2 separate regions of the Sus scrofa genome follow, and region 2 is linked to region 1. Evidence: chromatin contacts called from public HiChIP or PLAC-seq data. All regions are on one chromosome and are shown on one strand. The core of a region is the stretch at or near the end of the contact, and the rest is flanking DNA. Distances in the headings are between cores, read along the strand shown. Region 1 has its middle 150 kb from the start of FRMD4B. Region 2 has its middle 100 kb from the start of MITF.

Region 1 (5,820 bases), core at 325-2,824:
GAGGCAAACGCCAGCCATTGAAAGTCAGGAGTCAGTGGACAAATGGCACCCCCACATCTCCTTGTCCTGGTTCCTCTGAAGTTCCCCAGTGTGGGTGAGCCCCTTGGCCTAGAGCCTCTCTCCCACTTACTCTCCACCTGGCATTAGCTTTTCTTCCTCTCCTGTCTCAGCACTCTCCTCCCACCTCCCCCTGCTCCTACATAAACCAGCTGCACCCCAGTCCATGTCTCAGGCCCTGCTTTGGGGAAACCCAACTGAGGTGCCACCCGATTTCTCTGTCTTAGCTGAGGACCCTGCATGACTTTGCTTTCTGCATTCTGCTCTCAGAACCACAAAGGTCTCACCCCTAGAAGAGCATTTCATAAGGGCTCCATTTACTGAGCACAGGCTATATGCTAGGCATGGTGCAGAGGGGGAGAAGGTAATTAACAACAAAAAGGGTTTGGTCCAACAGTTACAACAGTGTGGGATAAATGTTTCTACCTTCTTCCTCACACTGACAGCAAAGGGGAGGGTGAGGCAGACCTGAGATTTTTGTAATTACATTAAAGAACAGATGTCGAAGGTTCTGTGGCTGCTTTGCCAGGCAGGAAGGTGCAAGTCCTCTGCAAGATGATTTCTAGAGCAGACCCCCCCTCTTGGGCTTTGGGAAATGCAGATATAGGCATGGAGTTCATTTAGAAGCTCAAAACACAAACATTTAGGAAGAGGTTGTAAGCAAACTGTGAGAAAGAAAAAGTGGGTGAGGTCTGGGAATGTGGTGATTGTTGGCGGTGGGGGATCCCTAGCAGTGACACATCAGTGACAGGTTTCCATGGAGGATGTTCAGCAAAACTAAGAACAGGTAAGTTTCCTTGACAGCTGTATTTTGCTGAAAGGTAGGTCCCCTCTGCTGTTCCCAGCTTCTTTTGGGCATGGGCTGCACAATTGCTTTGTGCTAATTAGCTTTTGTTAGGGACAGGTAAGGAAAGAGTCCATCTTTCCTTCAACTTGGCGCATAGAAAGCAAAGCAGCCACCAAAGACCAGTCACAGTTCAGAGGAAACAGGAAACCTAAACTCTTAGAATCTTCAAGTCTCTCAAGCATGTCATGTCATGTTACAGGAAATACATTCTTTCATTCAGTCAAGAAACACTGAGTTCTGTGTATCAGGTGCTATTTTAGGCACTTGGAATCAAATTAGACCAAACAAATAAAAACAAACAAACCCCCCCAAATCTTTCCTCCTCTGAAGTAACCAGGAAAGACAGAAAATAAATAATAAGCATAAGAATAAATAAATTATGTAGCATGTTAGAAGGTGATAAAAGCATTGAGAAAGGGAAACACTAGAACAGTGTGAAAGTTTGGGAGCAAGTGGGGTTGTGAGTTTTTTTTTTTTTAATATAGGAGGCTGCATAGGACTCATTGAAAAGGGGACAATTGTGTAAAGAACTGAATACTAATAATCCAGGAACAAAACAGTTAGGAAGCCTACAGAATCTTCTGAGCTTGGCTTGGTGATGAAATCCTGCCCTAGAAGCTTTGACAGTCTGATGACTGTGTCGATGAAATTCCACAGGGAGGCAGCAGATCCTAGTGATGACAGCAGCCTTGGGGAATTCGGACAATGAAGGCATTGTGCTTCCCAATTGCAGAAGAAGGCCTCAAGAAATCTGCCTTCGACCTGAGGGATTGTCAAGGTATTTCTTTCTTATTCAAGATGTTATATGGGTATAGATTTGTGGCTCTTTGTAACAACAGCAATAGCAGTGGCTTTTATGATGTTACTATATGCCACGTACTAGGTGCATTGTTGCATTTACATTTTCTGTGCTTCGTCTTGTTCTTGCCCCATTTCTCAGATAAAGATGCTGAGGCTCAGAATCTTAACACTAGTGAAGGTGGGAACGAGAATTTGCCATAAAATCTTTGAAAAATCTTTGGACTCTGGCTTGGTAGAAGGAAGGAACTTTTTTTTTTTTTTTTTTTTTTAACTTTTTAGGGCCGAACTCATGGCATGTGGAAGTTCCTAGGCCAGGGCTCGAATTAGAGCTACAACTGCCAGCCTACAACACAGCCACGGCAACAAGGAATCCGAGCCACGATTGAGACCTACACCACAGCTCATGGCAGTGCTGGATCCCCGACCCACTGAGCAAGGCCAGGGATTGAACCTGCATCCTCATGAACACTAGTCAGATTCATTTCTGCTGCACCACAATGGGAACTTAGGACGGAACTTTTTTTAGATGTGTTCATGAAAGTTGCATGTGGGATGTGATTCAGTTAATTGAAAGCTAGAACCTCAAAAATCAGTAATATCAAGATGAAAGTAATAACCGTATTTAGTGAGTGGCACCAAGCACTGTGCTAAATGCTTTACACATGTAGTGTCATTTAATCCTTAATCATGTGCTCACTCCATGCTGAGCACTGTCTATATTGTTGTGTCAGATTCCTTCCCAAAATAACTTCATTCATAAATATCATACATAATCAATATTCAAACAACGGAAGGTATATATTATTATTATTATTTTTGTGTGTGTGTGTCTTTTTGCCATTTCTTGGGCCGTTCCCGCGGCATACAGAGGTTCCCAGGCTAGGGGTCTAATCAGAGCTGCAGCTGCTGGCCTACGCCAGAGCAACAGCAACATGGGATCCGAGCCACGTCTGCAACCCACACCACAGCTCACGGCAACGCTGGATCCTCAACCCACTGAACGAGGGTTACCAGGGTTTCAGACTTGTCAGACTATAAATCTCTATGTGAGATGTAGCTAATTGGTACTGTCAAGGAGGGAAATTTAGAAAGACCTAGATAATAAGCAGATATTGAATTCAGCTAGGGTGACTATTTTCTATTGTTTCTGTTCATAGCCCTCTTACATCATAAATCTCCCATCTCTCTGCTCACATGTTGGAAGAAAGGGGGTTTGCCCCCCCCACACTAGTTATGTCAACCATCCCTTCTGAGAGAAGCCAGAATGCCCACCATTTCCAGAAATTATGGGAGAAGCCAGTGCTATAGAGTGTAACTGGTTGACCAAACAGAGTATAATTGCCTGGCAGTTGCTACAGTGTTAGGTGGGCTGAGGCCCAGGATGCTGCTATGTGTCTGTGAAACTGGTGAAACCTGGAGAATCTGGGGCTCTACCTTAGTTTTATTGGTTGTATCTTGTACTGTCTTGCATCCCCTGTTTATGCATTTACTTTTTTTACGAGTACAGTATTTTCTTGAATATTATTAATGTTATTTATTGAAATGTGCTAATCTCATCTATTCCCTGAGTGATTCTCTAAATGTTCCTTGGAGATCCAGTTGTTCTATTCATTTGTCTTGGCTTTTCCCTTTATTGGTTTTCCTCAAATATCTGAGGCTTGGGTTTATTTTCCTAATTGTAGAATGTTTATGACAACAACAAACAAACACTAAATTAGGTTCACCCCATGCCAGCAACTATTGTAAGCACTTCCTAGGATCAACTCCTTTCATTGTCACCTCAGATAAGGAAATGGATGGCTAAGTGGATGATACAGTATTCAACCCCCAGCTCCTCTGATCCTAAAGCTTGAGGTTTGTTTTTTTTTGTTTGTTTGTTTGTTTTTTTTTTTGTCTTTTGTCTTTGTGGGGACGCACCTGTGGCACATGCAAGTTCCCAAGCTAGGGGTCAAATCAGAGCTGCAGCTGCCAGCCTATGCCACAGCCACAGCAACTCTGGATCCAAGCTGTGTCTACAACCTATACCACAGCTCAGGGCAGAACTGGATCCTTAACCCATTGAGCAAGGCCAGGGATCGAACCTTCATCCTCATGGATGCTCCTCCGCTTTGTTCACCACTGAGCCACAAGGGCAACTCCCTAGAGCTTGAACTCTTAACTGCCACATAACAATGGTGTTGTAGTTGTATTTGGTTTGCATTTAGATTTTATTGTGATTAAAATTTCAGAAATGTAAAATCTGTAAGTGCTTATGAGAACCACCACTGGTTGAATCCATATCCAATCTTCTGTTCTTCCACAGCAAGAAATCTGTGGCCAGACATATGGCTGTCCCAACTGCTTAGCTTCCTTCACAGCTAAATGTGGGCATAGAATAAGTTCTGGCCAGTAGGATGCAAGCAGGAGTATTGTATGGCTGCTTCCAGGAGCCTTCCTGTAGAGCCCAATAGCCCCAGCTTTCTTCTTTGACCCTTCTCCATTTTATTGAGAGGACGGTGGCTTTGGTCTGCCAAAATGAGAGCTGCTTCCTAGGGGTGGTGAACTGGGCGGGAGTTTTGTGTTCTCCTGAGTTTTAATCATGGATAGGAGCTGCTGCACCAGAACTAAGCTGCAGTCCTATGGAATCACCTGAGTGAGAAATAGACTTTCTTATATTTAAGCAATTGTTACTTGCATACATTTGTTGCTGTTAGTGTTACTTGAAGCTTAGTCCAATCCTAAGATAGTGCTGTAAGGTTTATGATAAAAAAAGTAGTAGTTGGAGTTCCTGTTGTGGCACAGCGGAAATGAATCAGACCAGTAACCGTGAGGTTGAGGGTTGAATCCCTGGCCTCGCTCAGTGGGTTAAGGATCTGGCATTGCTGTGATGTGGCTAAGATCCTGTGTTGCTGTGGCGTAGGCTGTGGCGTAGGCTGGCAGCTGTAGCTGTGATTCGACCCCTAACATGGTAACTTCCATATGCTGCGGGTATAGTCCTAAAAAGAAAAAAAAAAAAAAGTAGTAGTTGCCTGGCACGTATCCAGATGCCAGCCATGTGTAACAATTCCTGCTGTTTCTTGTATTTCCATCCACATTTCTAAATGATACACTTTGGCTGTTTTTTTTTTTTTTTTTTTTCTTTCCTTTTTGCCATTTCTTGAGCCGCTCCTTCGGCATATGGGGATTCCCAGGCTAGGGGTCCAATCAGAGCTGTAGCTGCCAGCCTACACCAGAGCCACAGCAACGCAGGATCCGAGCCGCGTCTGCGACCTACACCACAGCTCACGGCAGTGCCGGATCCTTAACCCGCTGAGCAAGGCCAGGGATAGAACCCGCAACCTCATGGTTCCCAGTCGAATTTGTTAACCACTGAGCCACAATGGGAACTTCTGGCTGCTTTTTCTTGATTAACAATTTTGTTGTTTAATGACTGACTCTTACCTTACCTATGAAATTTACTCTCTTAAATTCCCTTCCCCATCACTCACCCTCCCATTATTGATCTATTACAATGTATTTAGTTAAATTGATATTCCCTAATTACCTTGATAGGCTAACCAGGCTTATTCACTTATGAAGCAAATTTTGAATTTTGATTACATTTATTCCCTTTTTTTGGTATAATTTTCCTTTTTATAAGTGCAGGTTTTCTCCACAATTGTTAGTTTTTACATTAATCCTCCTATTGGACAGGTTTTTAATTACCATTTTATAGCTGAAGACTTTGAGGGGTCTTTTTTTACTTTAATGACAATAGCAAGCATTTATTCGGTATGTACATTATGCCAAACACTGAGTTTGATTCTCATTTAAGGCCCAGTAGTGCCTGCCATTGTCCCCACTTAACAGAAGTTGAGGCAATAGAGTTTAAATAGCTTGCCCGAGATCACAGAGCTGGTGGGAGGCAGAGTCAGGATTCAGACCTGGGTCTTTCTGACCCCAGAGCTCACATACACCTTAACTCTCTTAATCTGGGAGGGGAGGAGGAGGAGAAGGATGTTGCCAAAATACATAAAATTCAGTGCAGGATGAATATGAGCAGATAGAATAGATGCTGGCCTAACCAGAAAGGAAGACAGCTGTTATTTACCAGTGCACACCAGATAAATATCAGCTCTTTCTTAACTAGGAACTCC
Region 2 (5,405 bases), core at 1,298-3,797, 150 kb after region 1:
TCCTGTTATGGCCCAGCAGGTTAAGAACCTGACATAGTGCCCTTGAGGATGTGGGTTCGATCCCTGGCCTCGCTCAGTGGTTTAAAGATCCTGTGTTGCCACAAGCTGGGGTGTGGGTTGCAGATGCAGCTCGGAGCCGGCATTGCTGTAGTGTATGTAAACCTACAACTGCAGCTCTGATTCAACCCCTAGCCTGGGAACTTCCATGTGCTGCAGGTGCAGTCTTAAAAAAAAAAAAAAAAAAAAAAAAAAAAAAGAAGGTAGGGAAAAGCGTGTTCAGATAATCTAATAAGCTTGTCCATGAGCCTAGAGACAGTTGGTACAGGGTGGGGATAAGAGTCAAATTTTGAAAGCCACTCTCTTTGACTTTCACTCATCTTTGGTTCTTTTTACTATGTCATGTTGCCTTGTTAACTTTCTTCCTTGTAGCGGTCAGATTTCTTTACTTGTTCAACTCTGTTTCATTTAGGTAGAGTTTATTAAAGGATTTTCAGGAGCCCAGGAGCCCTAGGAGGCCAGAGATGCAGACCTCAGGCACAGTAACTGGGAGCCCTCCCCTGACATTTTGTAGCACTGATCCACTGGGGGTTCTAATGATGCCACTGCTGGGCCTGGATACCACAATTTGCATCAGTGGTCCTGTCAACATGGAGCATTAAGCCACGTGCCCAGGCCCCTAGACCCAGGGCCTTCCAGATGTAGCTGCTTCTTGCCTTGTCAGCATATAGTTCTGCCCAGCTAGGCCCAGGTATAGCTCTTCCACAGACCTTAAGGCATGTGCTCATCCTTCCTGCAAGGGAGTCTGGTAAAGTGAACATTTGGCTTCCAAATGCAGAGGCAGAGTCGAAGCTGCCTCTGTCCTGTAAACTCCTAAGAAGGAGAATTCTTCAAACATAAGAAGTGTCTTAAAAGGTTCGAGGTAGCTTAAAGGATGATGTGTTCACCTGACACCTCCTTTAAACTTTGATAGCACATTGCCATCTCATTTTTTAAAACAGGTATTAGTTTCTACCTTGTTTGAAAATAAGATTTATGTTTGCTTAAAATTTTTTTTTTTTTTTTCGGGCCTCGCCTATGGCATGTGACACTTTCCTGGGTCTGGGACCGAACCTGCACCATAGCGGTGATAGTGCCAAATCCTTAACTGCTGGGCCACCAGGGAACTCTTGCTTTAATGTTTTTTAATATTTCTATGACATTTTTATTTAGCAATTGTAGAACTACGTGTAGTATTTTCCACCTACTTCTTTTTTTTTTTTTTTTTTTTGGCCACCCCACTGCATATGGAGTTCCTGGGCCAGGGATCAGATCCGAGCCACAGTTGTGACTTACACCACATACACCACAGCTGTGGCAATGCCAGGTCATTAATCTGCTGTGCCAGGTCAGGAACTGAACCTGTGTCCCAATGCCCCAGAGATGCCACCAATCCTGTTGTGCCACAGTAGGAATTCCAATTGCTTTGATTTTTTCATATCCCCACAGAGTCTGTCCTCCCAGGAGTCACTTGACACATAAGTGAATAACAGCTCAATTCTCTGTGTGAAGGGATTTTAGAGATGACTTTAATTTTATTCCTATATGTTTAAACAATTACCTTTGTAATAAAAATAAAGTTTTCAAAACTTGGTAAGTAACTGGGAGACAAATACAGGGCTGAAATCCCTTATCCACAATTCCAAAATTCAAGTGTCTGAATGTTGAATGATTTTTTTTTTAAATCTTACTTGGCAGAATTACCTGACCTGAAATGACATGAGGCTATTTATAGTTTTTATTATCCCTCTTAGTTGAATATTCACATTTTCTGGCAGAATTTTTAAGGCAGTTGATTATGAGCTGTTGTCCTGACCTCCCTAGGGATTTAGACTGTGTGTATACTTTGTTATCTTTGCAAAATCTAGAAAATTCTGATGTCCAAGATCCATGAGGCCCCAAGAGTTTTTTGGAAGAGTGCTTGTATGTTTGTGTGTGCATGTGTGCGTGTGTGTGTGTGTGTGTGTGTGTGTGTACACACTCAGATGCATACTGTGTACATAGAAATTTTGGGAATGATACATGGAAGATTGCAACAGTGATTATAGGAGACAGTGAGAGATGAATTTATGCTTCAGTGTTTCTCACTCATCAGTATTTCTAATTATTGTGATGAAATGACTGCCCTTTTCAATGAAAGAGATGAAAGAGTGCATTGGCTGGAGGTTTTATTTTATTTAGGAAAAGAGTGGTGATACTAATGTTAAAGACAGATTATCAAGCAGGCTGTACCTTGACATATTGGGTCATCATTTACTGCTGAAAAGGACTCAGAAAAAGTTATGCACATACAGGGCAGCCTACTGCATCTTGGGTACTGTGTGCATGCTCTGGTGGCGGGGAATTTGCATCAGCAAAAAACACTAATTTTGCTTAAAAAAAATAAAATCAAGGCACTCAAAAATGTGATGAGTAAATGAAACTACTGTTATTAGTGATGGGTTTGGCATGATTTACCAAGTCTGAACGATTACTCATCCTCTGTACGTTTGCAGAAGTGCTTTAACAAAAGCCAGATGCACACATAGTAGCAGGGGTTAGTAGGTGCATGAGAGGATTAAACCCACTGAGTCTTTGGAGCCCTGGTTTGTAGCTGTTTTTGGCTCGTCAACTGGCTGCTTTACTGAGTCAGCCTATAGGATGGCTTCCCAGGGTAAGTCGGATTTTGCTTTTCTGGGTTTACAGTGTAAGTGGTCAAGGAGATCTGACTGTTGCCTTTTGCATTAGATTCTCTTCCTCAGCAATGCCTACATTTCTTCTGTGAGAAAGACAGTTATCTTATTCCAGCATATTCTAGTGTCCTTGCTGCTGGTTTTTATGGCTTTGCCTCACCTCTCCCTGATTTTTAAAGTGAAATGTCTGAGTGCTGAAAGGATTGGCACAGGGAATTGCAAAGGTCATATGTAAGTTCTGCGGCTGGCGTGTGGAGAGCAGTGTGACTGAGCCAGAGCCCTCTGTGACCCTTTCTTTTAAAGAGGATGTTTCTAATAATTTAGTGTAGCGTGCTGTATGTGCTTGTTTATGACCTTAAAAATAATAGTTTAGTCCTTGCTGAGTGGCCATTACGGATGCTTTATGACATGTTACAATGGTTTCAACTTGCACTTTGTTTTTTGTATTAAAACAATGTCGTGCCTCAGTCAATGTGGATTTTTTTGGTTTTTTTTTTTTTTTTTTTCTTTCTTTTCTTTTAAAGGAACTCAGGACAACACTCAACATTAGAATAAGTTCCTGGATTCTGACCTCAGAGAATGTGGTTCTCTAGGGCAGAAGAAGTGAGGGTTCGCCAAGCTCTTACAAATGAGCTTTGTAGTCATTGTGGATGAAATTATAAAACACCGCTTTTCCCACTGGATGTTAAATGCCCCTTTTCATTAGCTGTAGTATGAGGAGCAAAATCATGTGATTTTTTTTTTTTTTTAATGTTTAACCGTAGCTACTTTTAAAGGGTAGTTTTCATTTTGTGGCTCCTTTTTTTTTTTTTTTTTTTTTTTTCCTTCCGGTATTTAGTACAGTTGAGGACTTTTCTTTAAATCTTTTTAGGACACTCTGGTGAATAATGGGGTCTGATAGCTCTCTAAATGGAAGAGCGTGCAATGGAGCCTGGGCGTGGGGGCCAGGGAGGTGGCTGGAGGAGCCTAATCATATCCTCTGCCAGGATGGTTCTAGATATATTGCCTCTCTCCCGCCTCAGTTCTCAGGCTGAAGGAGGTCACTGTGATGTGAGGGCTGGGGCATGTCAGTGGCCCATAGCTTTTCCCAGTGGCGGTGACATCTCTGCAGGCTCAGAAGGGAACTTGCTTCAGCATTTCCATTCAGCAGTGTTCAGTACCCACGAAGGAGGAAATTGATCTGCTCCAAATGTAGTCCTACCTCAAGAAAGCCTGATGTATAAAAAGAAGTAAGGGACTTTCAGGTGATTTTTTTTTTTAATGAAAACATTCACATCAGGACTTTAAAATAAATCGAAGCACTGGGATTCTTAGTGGGAGTCTGAAGCTCTGTGCCGAGGGCTGCATGAAATGGGAGGTTAATGTGGTCCATCTTTTAGAGCATCAGCAGTTCTTGAGTATTTGGGGTAGGGTTGCAGAAGTTTCCATAATGCAGCAGGTCAGTCATTTAGACACTGTTTCCTGCTGATCAAAGCAAGGGTATATTACAGAGTAGATGTGAGGCTGCTGGGAGACCTCTCCCTTGATGATGGTGGATTCAGACCGGGCTTTAGGCCCTGCTTCCCACGCTCCCTGCAAGAGTGTTGCTCCTCCGCTGAGATGTGCTTTGGTGGAAAAGTTCTGGGGTTCACTGTCTTCCCTTCTCAAGTGCAGCCTCTTCAGTGTACCAAGGTGAAGTACTCTGGGGTGAGAGGGAAGCTCTTGCCCAGGGTGAGCTGGAACATTTCCTGCACCATGTCACACACACACAGCTGCTTTGGAAGGGACAAGGAATCTTGACCGAAGGCTTGCCTGCCACCTGGAAGTGGATGGTTATCATAACAGACAGTGGGCTTTTTTTTTTTTTTTTTTTTTTTTTTTGGTCTTTTTACCATTTCTTGGGCTGCTCCCATGGCATGGCATGTGGAGGTTCCCAGGCTAGGGGTCGAATCAGAGCTGTAGCCGCCATCCTACGCCAGAGCCATAGCCACCTGGGATCCTAGCCGCGTCTGCAACCTATACCACAGTAATGCCAGATCCTTAACCCACTGAGCAAGGCCAGGGATCAAACCCTCAACCTCATGGTTTCTAGTTGGATTCGATAACCACTGAGCCATGACAGGAACTCTGACAGTGGGCTTTTTCTTTTTTCTTTCTTTCTCTCTCTCTCTCTCTTTCTCTTTCTTTCTTTCTTTCTTTCTTTCTTTCTTTCTTTCTTTCTTTCTTTCTTTCTTTCTTTTTGTTAGCCTCTACAGTCCTTTATTGGATAACTACAAGCTTTGGGTTTTTTTTTTTTTAATGGAAGTTGGTGGTGGATTATTATTATTTTTTTTAATTAAAGTATAGTTGATTTACAGTGTTGTGCCAGTTTCCGCTGAACAGGATAGTGAGACAGTGGACTTCAGCAATTAGACAGAAGCGTGACATGGGGAAATGGGCTCCTGAATGGCTGGAGATGGAACCCTGTGACCTTTTCCGGCCTTCCTACCCTCCCCTGGTTTGGACCCTGCATATGCCTCAGCTAAGTAGCTTAATTTTTTTTTTTTTTTTTTTTAAGACCACCTTCTTCCTCATTCTTTTTTTATTTTTTTGGCCTTGCCTGCAGCATGTGGAAGTTCCTGGGCCAGAGATCAAATGCATGCCACAATAGAGTTCGAGCCACAGCAGTGACAATACCACCCTCCACAGGAGAACTCCTACAATTTTTAAAAATTATTA

What was found. HiChIP or PLAC-seq counts read pairs in DNA pulled down with a chosen protein or histone mark.
Region 2: an H3K27ac HiChIP or PLAC-seq map of alveolar macrophages shows a contact between it and region 1. The contact joins two enhancer-like sites.

Annotation. Positions count from the first base shown.
Region 1 is chr13:51,125,182-51,131,001 of Sscrofa11.1, forward strand. No RefSeq gene overlaps it. Among named protein-coding and RNA genes, the nearest start is that of FRMD4B, 150 kb to the left of the region's middle. Within about 2 kb of position 1,575, at least 3 of the 83 cell types and tissues checked have an H3K27ac peak or open chromatin away from gene starts, as enhancers often do. A contact at or near this core is called in alveolar macrophages, where this site is marked.
Region 2 is chr13:51,278,209-51,283,613 of Sscrofa11.1, forward strand. It overlaps a transcript of MITF not described here. Among named protein-coding and RNA genes, the nearest start is that of MITF, 100 kb to the right of the region's middle. Within about 2 kb of position 2,548, at least 10 of the 83 cell types and tissues checked have an H3K27ac peak or open chromatin away from gene starts, as enhancers often do. A contact at or near this core is called in alveolar macrophages, where this site is marked.